2 separate regions of the Rattus norvegicus genome follow, and region 2 is linked to region 1. Evidence: chromatin contacts called from public Hi-C data. All regions are on one chromosome and are shown on one strand. Each heading gives the region's core, a stretch centred on a gene start, on an enhancer-like site or on the middle of the called end of the contact. The rest is flanking DNA. Distances are from core to core; before and after follow the strand shown.

Evidence for each region. A called contact is a pair of places that touch in the nucleus more often than the background predicts.
Region 2: a contact with region 1 is called in a Hi-C map of liver, with 3 times the contacts expected there. The contact joins the enhancer-like site here to the promoter of Rsbn1 in region 1. A contact is called at or near these places in 5 of 12 Hi-C or Micro-C datasets (the Rat2 cell line, Schwann cells, frontal cortex and 2 more).

Annotation. Positions count from the first base shown.
Region 1 is chr2:194,102,809-194,106,417 of GRCr8, forward strand. Rsbn1 (round spermatid basic protein 1) reads left to right here and starts at 2,253. Exons shown (of 7, transcript NM_001191710.1): 1 at 2,253-3,290. The coding sequence starts at 2,588. Ptpn22 (protein tyrosine phosphatase, non-receptor type 22) reads left to right here. Exons shown (of 21, transcript NM_001106460.1): 21 at 117-401. The coding sequence ends at 181.
Region 2 is chr2:194,621,877-194,625,834 of GRCr8, forward strand. No RefSeq gene overlaps it. Among named protein-coding and RNA genes, the nearest start is that of Rplp0l1, 14 kb to the left of the region's middle. Within about 2 kb of position 2,490, at least 47 of the 93 cell types and tissues checked have an H3K27ac peak or open chromatin away from gene starts, as enhancers often do. A contact at or near this core is called in Schwann cells and liver, where this site is marked.

The DNA.
Region 1 (3,609 bases), core at 1,003-3,502:
TATTACTAAACTGATTAAAGATGGTACTTAACTTTTTTAATGCTATGCTCTAAAATTCAAGTATTCATTTCTGTGTAAAAGTATCTGTTTTCATTCAGTTTTATTTTTGTCCCCAGGTTTTGGAACTCGTTTTTCAAAACCCAAAGGACCAAGGAACCCACCATCAACTTGGAATATTTAACAACCTCCGGATTTATAAGAATATTTGCTAAAATTGTGCCTGCAAATAAAGCTACTGGAATACTGCTAGAATAATATCTGTAATGACGACATCTGTAATGACGACATATTGTCAATGAAGAGGGAAGCAGTGTGTGGAAACTTCCAGCAATCATGTATTTTCATATTCCTTCTGTTTTATTGGGAACTGCCAATAAAGTTTGTACTTCAGTTTATGTTTCAAAGTGTATTTGTTTTTCATTTTTGGAAGTTATATTTTACTTTCTCTCTCTCTCTAAATTTTCTACAAATATTAATTTTTGTTTTGGGATGATGTTTCCTCCTGCCAGAGCCTTTGGAGGGCTGGGATAACCAGCACACAAACCCAGCATAAACATTAATTTCAATAGGCTTGTAAGAATTTAATCTTAACTAACATTCTCTTTAAAATATTTTTACGTATACAAATGTTTTTGCCTGTATGTACGGATATACACCACCTATGTGTAGAGCTCATCGAGGCCAGAAGAGGGAGTCAAATCCCTTGAATTGGAATTACAGGTTGTGAGTTGCTATGTGAACTGAACCAGGGTCCTCTGCAAAAGTAGTGAAATGCACTTAATTAACCATCTGAGTCATCCCCGCATCCCTTCAACTAAATTTATGCATTGCCTTAATATTAAAAATAACTTAAAAAAATAGGTCTTGCTATGCAGCCCCAGGCTGACCTCAAACTAATGATCCTCCTACTTCAAGTTGCAGATCGCAGGTAGTCAGGTGTGCTCCACCATGACTGACTGAAGGTTTTATTTAAAAAACAAAACAACCCTACTCTGTGCTTGCAGCTTGCAGTACTGCTTGTGGAAATGACTGCTCCTGGATGTTATTTTTGTGTAAATGGAGTGCATTTCCTCTATCTTCCCAAATGTTGTGTAAAAGGAGGAAAGATGATTTTAAGACGATTTACAAAGAATGGCAGTGATCACTTTTGTATTGTTATAACGGGATGTTCAACTGTGTAGATGCTTAACCAGTTATTCAACTTACCAATTCTAGATAAGAATCAACAGCAGTTACTTTTTGTTGGCACCTTAAAATTATTTTAATTCTTTTTTGATAGTTTTCTTCATAGAAAAGGCCCTATATATAAACATGTGCAATTTATATTCACAACCATTAAAGGTACTGATGATTTGAAAATGTATTTTTGTATGAATATGGATTCTCCTAAATTATATTTTAAATCTAGTTTTGCACAGTAAATAAGTTAATGGATCTTTATTATTTTAAAGGGTTCACTTTACTTTCCCTATCAGTTTAATATTTTTACTTATAAAAATATAACCTAGCAACAGTGTTATTTGTGCTTTAATACTTTTTATTAGGAGACCCAATGCTAGGGCATATTGACCAGTATTGCTACTTGTTTATTGTAGTACAACGTATCCCCAGTAGGTGTTTAAAAACTTCTCTATTTTAAACGATAACTTTTATTGCAGAAGTTCACTCAGCCTAAGTTACTTCTCTGGGAACTAGTGGTGTTAAACCATAGCGGCTTTTATATGCCTAGTACATCATTGTAGCCAGTTATTTCCAAATATTTTTCTCAAGGACTTAAATGCAATTCTAGGTAAAAAGCTTAAGTAATGAAACTCAAAATGGATTTCTGAATAGACACCATCTCCTGGCGAACAGTGTCGGGTTGGCAGCGCTTTTCACATTTGCATATTTATATTTATGGCTTGAAAAAGTTAAAATTTTTGTTAACAATAGCTATATGTTCAACAAAAATGCTGAATTCTACGGTTCCAAGCATTGGAAAGTGACTCTGGAAAGGCGGAGCTGCTCAGGGAACTCCTAAGGCAATATTTGCACCTGCCTTGAGCCTGTAGTTGTTACCTCCGCAAAGCTATAGAAAAATGCCTCCCCCCTCCCCCTGAATAGCAGCTTTACAATACTGTACAGCGGAATCGTCGTTTTACATATTCCGAAATCCTTTTTCTCCTCGTTTGTCAAGAGTAAAGGCTGAAGATTCTTTTACCTCACAAAGGCTATGGGAGAAATACGAAATTGAAAAGTCACTATGGAAACCACCTCCGGGTAAGATGAAGGAGGAACACTGGAAGTGGAGCGTCTGAACACACCACCAGACTCTGAAAGCTATTAACATTGTTTGGGCCGTTAGGGCGGTTGGCGGCAACTCGCCGGCGGGCGGCAGTTGCGTCGCACCCCGAAGCGTGCCTTGGCGCACGCTCCCCTCCGCTCCTCCACTCAGAGAGCGGGGTGGGGGAGCGGGGGAGGGGGGGCGGGGAAACCCAGAGGGCGCTGGAACTACAACTCCCGCAAGGCTTTGCGCGCCCAGGGTGCCTTACAATAGAAGCTCGGTTGGCGAGGTCTGCGGAGAGGTGCCGGAACTGCCGTTTCCGGCATGTTCAGGTCTACGAGAACGACCGATCAGTGGAGGGCGGGGGAGAGACTCCAATGCCCAGCGGGCCATGCGCGGGCGGCGCTTGCGCGAACCGCGGACGGGGGGGCGGTCGGGCCATTTAAATGTGTGTTTGTGGGTGAAATGGCTGCGCAGGTCGGAGCGGTTCGCGTAGTACGGGCGGTGGCGGCGCAGGAGGAGCCGGACAAAGAGGGGAAGGAGAAACCCCATGTTGGGGTTTCGCCGCGGGGAGTGAAGCGGCAGCGCCGGGTGAGCAGCGGGGGTTCTCAGGAGAAGCGGGGGCGGCCGAGCCAGGACCCCCCTCTCGCTCCCCCTCATCGGCGGCGTCGTAGCCGCCAACATCCCGGGCCGCTGCCTCCAACGAATGCCGCCCCAACCGTCCCGGGCCCTGTTGAACCTCTGCTCCTGCCGCCGCCGCCGCCTCCGTCGCTGGCACCGGCCGGGCCCGCTGTCGCTGCCCCGCTCCCGGCCCCAGGCACCTCGGCCCTCTTCACCTTCTCGCCCCTGACGGTGAGCGCGGCCGGGCCCAAGCATAAGGGCCACAAGGAGAGGCACAAGCACCATCACCACCGCGGCTCCGATGGTGACCCCGTCGCCTGCGTTCCGGGCGATCTCAAGCACAAGGACAAGCAGGAAAACGGCGAGAGGAGCGGAGGGGTGCCTCTGATGAAGGCCCCCAAGAGAGGTGAGAGCATGCGAACCGCTGGGGCTCGGGCTGTAGGTCTCAGCGCCCATATCCCGCTCCTTTAGGACTGAAAGGCGCCGCTCTACTCCCCTGAGCCCACTGAAGTGGACTCCGGATTGCAGGCGGTTGCCACAGTTTGACCTACTTGAGGCTTCTCTCTGAGGCCGAGCTGTCAGTTTCCATCCCTGTTTGCAGTCCCCCGGAGCCTTTGCAACATTTATTTTCAAATTCGGCAGGGTTTCCGCGCCGCGCGGTGCTTGGCATCGGATTAGTAGGTGGGGTACTAAAACCTGCCTTTCTGAAGTAAAGTGCTTGTCAC
Region 2 (3,958 bases), core at 1,240-3,739, 520 kb after region 1:
CGAACCCAGGGCCTTGCGCTTCCTAGGCAAGCGCTCTACCACTGAGCTAAATCCCCAGCCCCTAGATTTTTTTCTCTTCTTTTTTTTCATTAAGACAAGGTTTCTCTGTGTAGCCCTGGCTGGCCCGGAACTTGCTCTGTAGACCAGGCTGTCCTGGAAATCATAGAGGTATACATGCCTCTGCCTCCTGGGTGAGTGTTGGGATTCAAGGAAGCCATGCACAACCACCACCATGCTTCTTTTTGAAGTCGTATTTGGCATGAGAATTGGAATAAGACAGCTACAGTCAGGAAAGTTACCATTAAAAATTACTTGTGGAGGCGAACTTAGGAGGCAGAGGAAAGTGGGTTTCTGTGAGTTCGAGGCCATCCTTATCTACAGAGCAAGTTCTTGGACAGCCAGGGCTCTGTTACACAGAGAAAATTCAGTCTCAGAAAGGCAAAAAGAAGAAGAAGGAGGAGGAGGAGGAGAAGAGGAGGAGGAGGAGAAGGAGGAGGAGGAGGAAGAGGAGGAGGAGGAGGGGAAGGGGAAGAAGAAGAAGAAGAAGAAGAAGAAGAAGAAGAAGAAGAAGAAGAAGAAGAAGAAGAAGAAGAAGAAGAAGAAGAAGAAGAAGAAGAAGAAGAAGAGGAAGAAGAAGAAGAAGAAGAAGAAGAAGAAGAAGAAGAAGAAGAAGAAGAAGAAGAAGAAGAAGAAGAAGAAGAAGAAGAAGAAGAGCCTACCCCCGAAGGTCTGAAAATGTGGCTTAGTTGGTAAGAGTGCTTGCCTAGCACGCACAACATCCTGGGTTCAGTCCTCAGCACCACATAAAACAAGAGTGGTGAGTACACAGCTGGGATCTCTGTACTGGGAGGTGAAGGCGGGAAGATCAGTTCAAGGTCATCTTCAGCTATACAGTAAGTTCCCCACCAACTTGAGCTATAAAAGCCAGGACGGGGTGGGGGTGGGGGGAGGTGCGCATTCTGAAGACTGCTCTCCCCAGCCGTGCTTTTCTCCTATTCAGGCCTACACTCTACACGAAGGCCCAGCGAGCCGGCTGGTCTTGAGCCATAAAGAACAGTACCTAGGAGGCTATGAAGCAGACAATGAACTCCCCCACAGAACATGACTCCTGGGCAGGCAACTGGAGACCCAGAGCAGTGGCAAGGTTTTCCACCTGGCCTGAGCAACGGAACCCTAAGCCATCGGAAACGATGCTTCTGGCTGATAGCAAGCAGCCATGGTTTCTTCTCTCTACCCACCCCCTTTCTTTCAAGCTGATCACATTTCCTTGGTGATTTCCATGCTTGGTCAGAAGACTTAGGGGATAGCTTTGCATCCCACAGGATCTTGTCCAGATAAACTATTCTGCACTAATTAGTGGGATCATCTGAAAGGTCCCTTCCTTCCTGTCTGCAGTGAGTTTGCACTGAACAAGTGAGCCTGAGTACTGAGAAGAGAGCCTTTGAACTCCAGCTGGACCCCTGGAGAGGCTGAAGATGAAGATGTCAGTGCCTCTGTCAGAAAAACAACACAAAACCAGTCTGTTTCTAGTGGCTTCCTTTCCCACTTAGACCACGAGAACGTTGTAACTGAATGGGAGAAAGGCGGGAGTCTGGCAGCTGATCTGAGGAAATCTTACACAATTTTGATGAGGCCCCCACCCCACCCCTGGGTGAGTCGAACCAGTTCTCAAGTACCAGATAACTACGGAAAGACAGCTGAGGCATGGGGCAGGGGACTCAGTGGTAAAGCATGTGTGAGTGCACGCAAACATGAACACACACATGCACACATACATTTTTCTGTGTGTTAGCTCCTGAAATTTTAGTTAATATACTTATTATCATATCACCACTCAAACAGATGAGAAGCAGGCATAAAGAGGCAAAATGACCCCTGCAACACCAGCCAGCAAGTGAAAGACAGAGCTGGGGCTGGAACCCAGTTAGTCTGCCTAAGTCCCAAAAAGCCTGAAACGTGCACATTCAAACAAAACCCAAAGAAAGAGCGGGCCTGTGATCCAATGAGACCAGGATAGGTAATAGCTACAAGGACACTCCCACTCCAGGGCATTCTCAGTGTGACAGAAGGCTTTTGATAAGTAGAGTCATTGACCCTCTCTACCCCGTGCTTAAAACGAGACCTCAACCACCACTCATTCGGTTTTGTCCATATTGTCACATGTCCCCTTATAGACAGGTACTTCAGGGCCTAACCTGGAGATGGTTTATGGTGTCTGCCAGGCACCAAAACAGGTTTCTGCACGCTGTTCGTCTGCCTGCAGAAGTTAACTGCAACTGCTGTAACTAGTGCCTCGTGCAGCCTTGTGGGTGGTTCTAGTATCTGAGGCCCTGACCTCTAGAATAACAGTCTGCGAACCCACTGTTCCTCCAACCAGCTTCTCATCTGTAAATATTTCTTCATGCTGGAAATAGTTTCGAGCACTCCTCAGTGCCAAGCTCTCAAACCACCAAGTTGAATTCAATGTTTGCCCAAGCTGCTCAGTATTTGCTAGTGGTGACAGGCACCGGAAGGGACCTTCTCAAGGCTTAGAGTACAGGGATGGCCCCAACCTGCCCCTCCACCCTGGGAGTAGGAGCTGCAAATGAGATCACACTGGGAAATTGATTTGTAAAAAGCATAAGGTGAGAATGGGGTGTGGAGAGAGGAGGAGGGGATGAAGGAGAGGGAGAAGCAAAGAAGAGGGCTCTACAGCCTTGGATCAGAACGTATTGTCTTGAGACCTCTGAGGGCCAAGATGCGATCTCATCCTGGGCTGGGAGCCCAGAGCATGGAGTCCAGCCTCCGAGGACAAAGCCTGGAGCTCTGGCCTCTCCCTCAGGCCAAGCTGCCCTGGACTTCATCCTGGCAGAGGCCTAGAACTTTCGAGCCCTGCACCGCCCCGGAAAGATTTTGAGTTAGAGTCTGAGCCATGACAAAGGCCAGGCCTCTCCTCCATTGTGCAACCAAAGAAGCCGGATTTCCCGTGAATCCCCTTATGTAAGGGCATCCCTGAGCAATGGTGGCCTGGGTAGCGCCCTCTGCCTCCTTTCTCTGTGCTGAAGCGCCACCTGGAGGCCAGTTCTCGTTCAAACCGTTGTGTAGCAGACTCTTAAAATTAGCCTCCACATAGGAAAAAAAGAGATGCCTTGGAACAAAAAAGCACCTTTTGAAAGAACCTCAACGGTTTTTTCGCCTGCTCTTTTGCTATTGCTGATGGGATATTCAAGGGTTGAATGATGAGGCCTCTTAAAAAGACAGGATTTCTCCACGACTTAGAATTACAGTGATCTTGTAACTGCCTTTACATTCTAATATCTGGATCCGAAGAGCACACGTAAGGAGAAAACTGCAGTTCACCTTGCATCTCAGACTCCAACCTCTTCGTCCCCTACTGCAAGTTAGTCAGGTTCCACTAACTTGTGTAGAGTTTTGCTGTGCGGCGGCCCCTTCTCAGGAGAGCCGGGGTTCGGCAGAGCTTTTTGAATCAGCTGCCCGGCCCGGGCATGAACACACACCCTGGACTAATTGTTAACAAGTAGCTGGATGGACATACGAAGATGATTGCTTAAAATGAGCTCCAAGTTATTTTATTCTGAAGAAATTCTAAGCTAAAGGGACCCAGAAAATAGGGAATATCCAATATAAAGAAAAGGGGACGGGCTCCCGAACTGAGAAAGGTTTAGTTTTGCTTTCTTTGTTGTTTTGGTTTTTTGGTAAGGAAGCAAGTAACCAAGCAAACAAAATGAGCAAGCGAGCAAGCGAGAGAGAGAAGAGAGAAAGAGATTTCGTTTTCAGAGTTTTGTTCTTACTCTTTTGGTAGGTCAGCAGTTTAGCTACAAGGACAAAAGACCCTGATATCTCAAGCAATCCTTGTCAGAAAGAGGAAAATGCTGGCAGTATCAGAAATAGCCCATCTCAAATCCTATTACAACGTCATGGTAACAAAAACAGTGTGGTACTTGCTCAAAAATGGGTC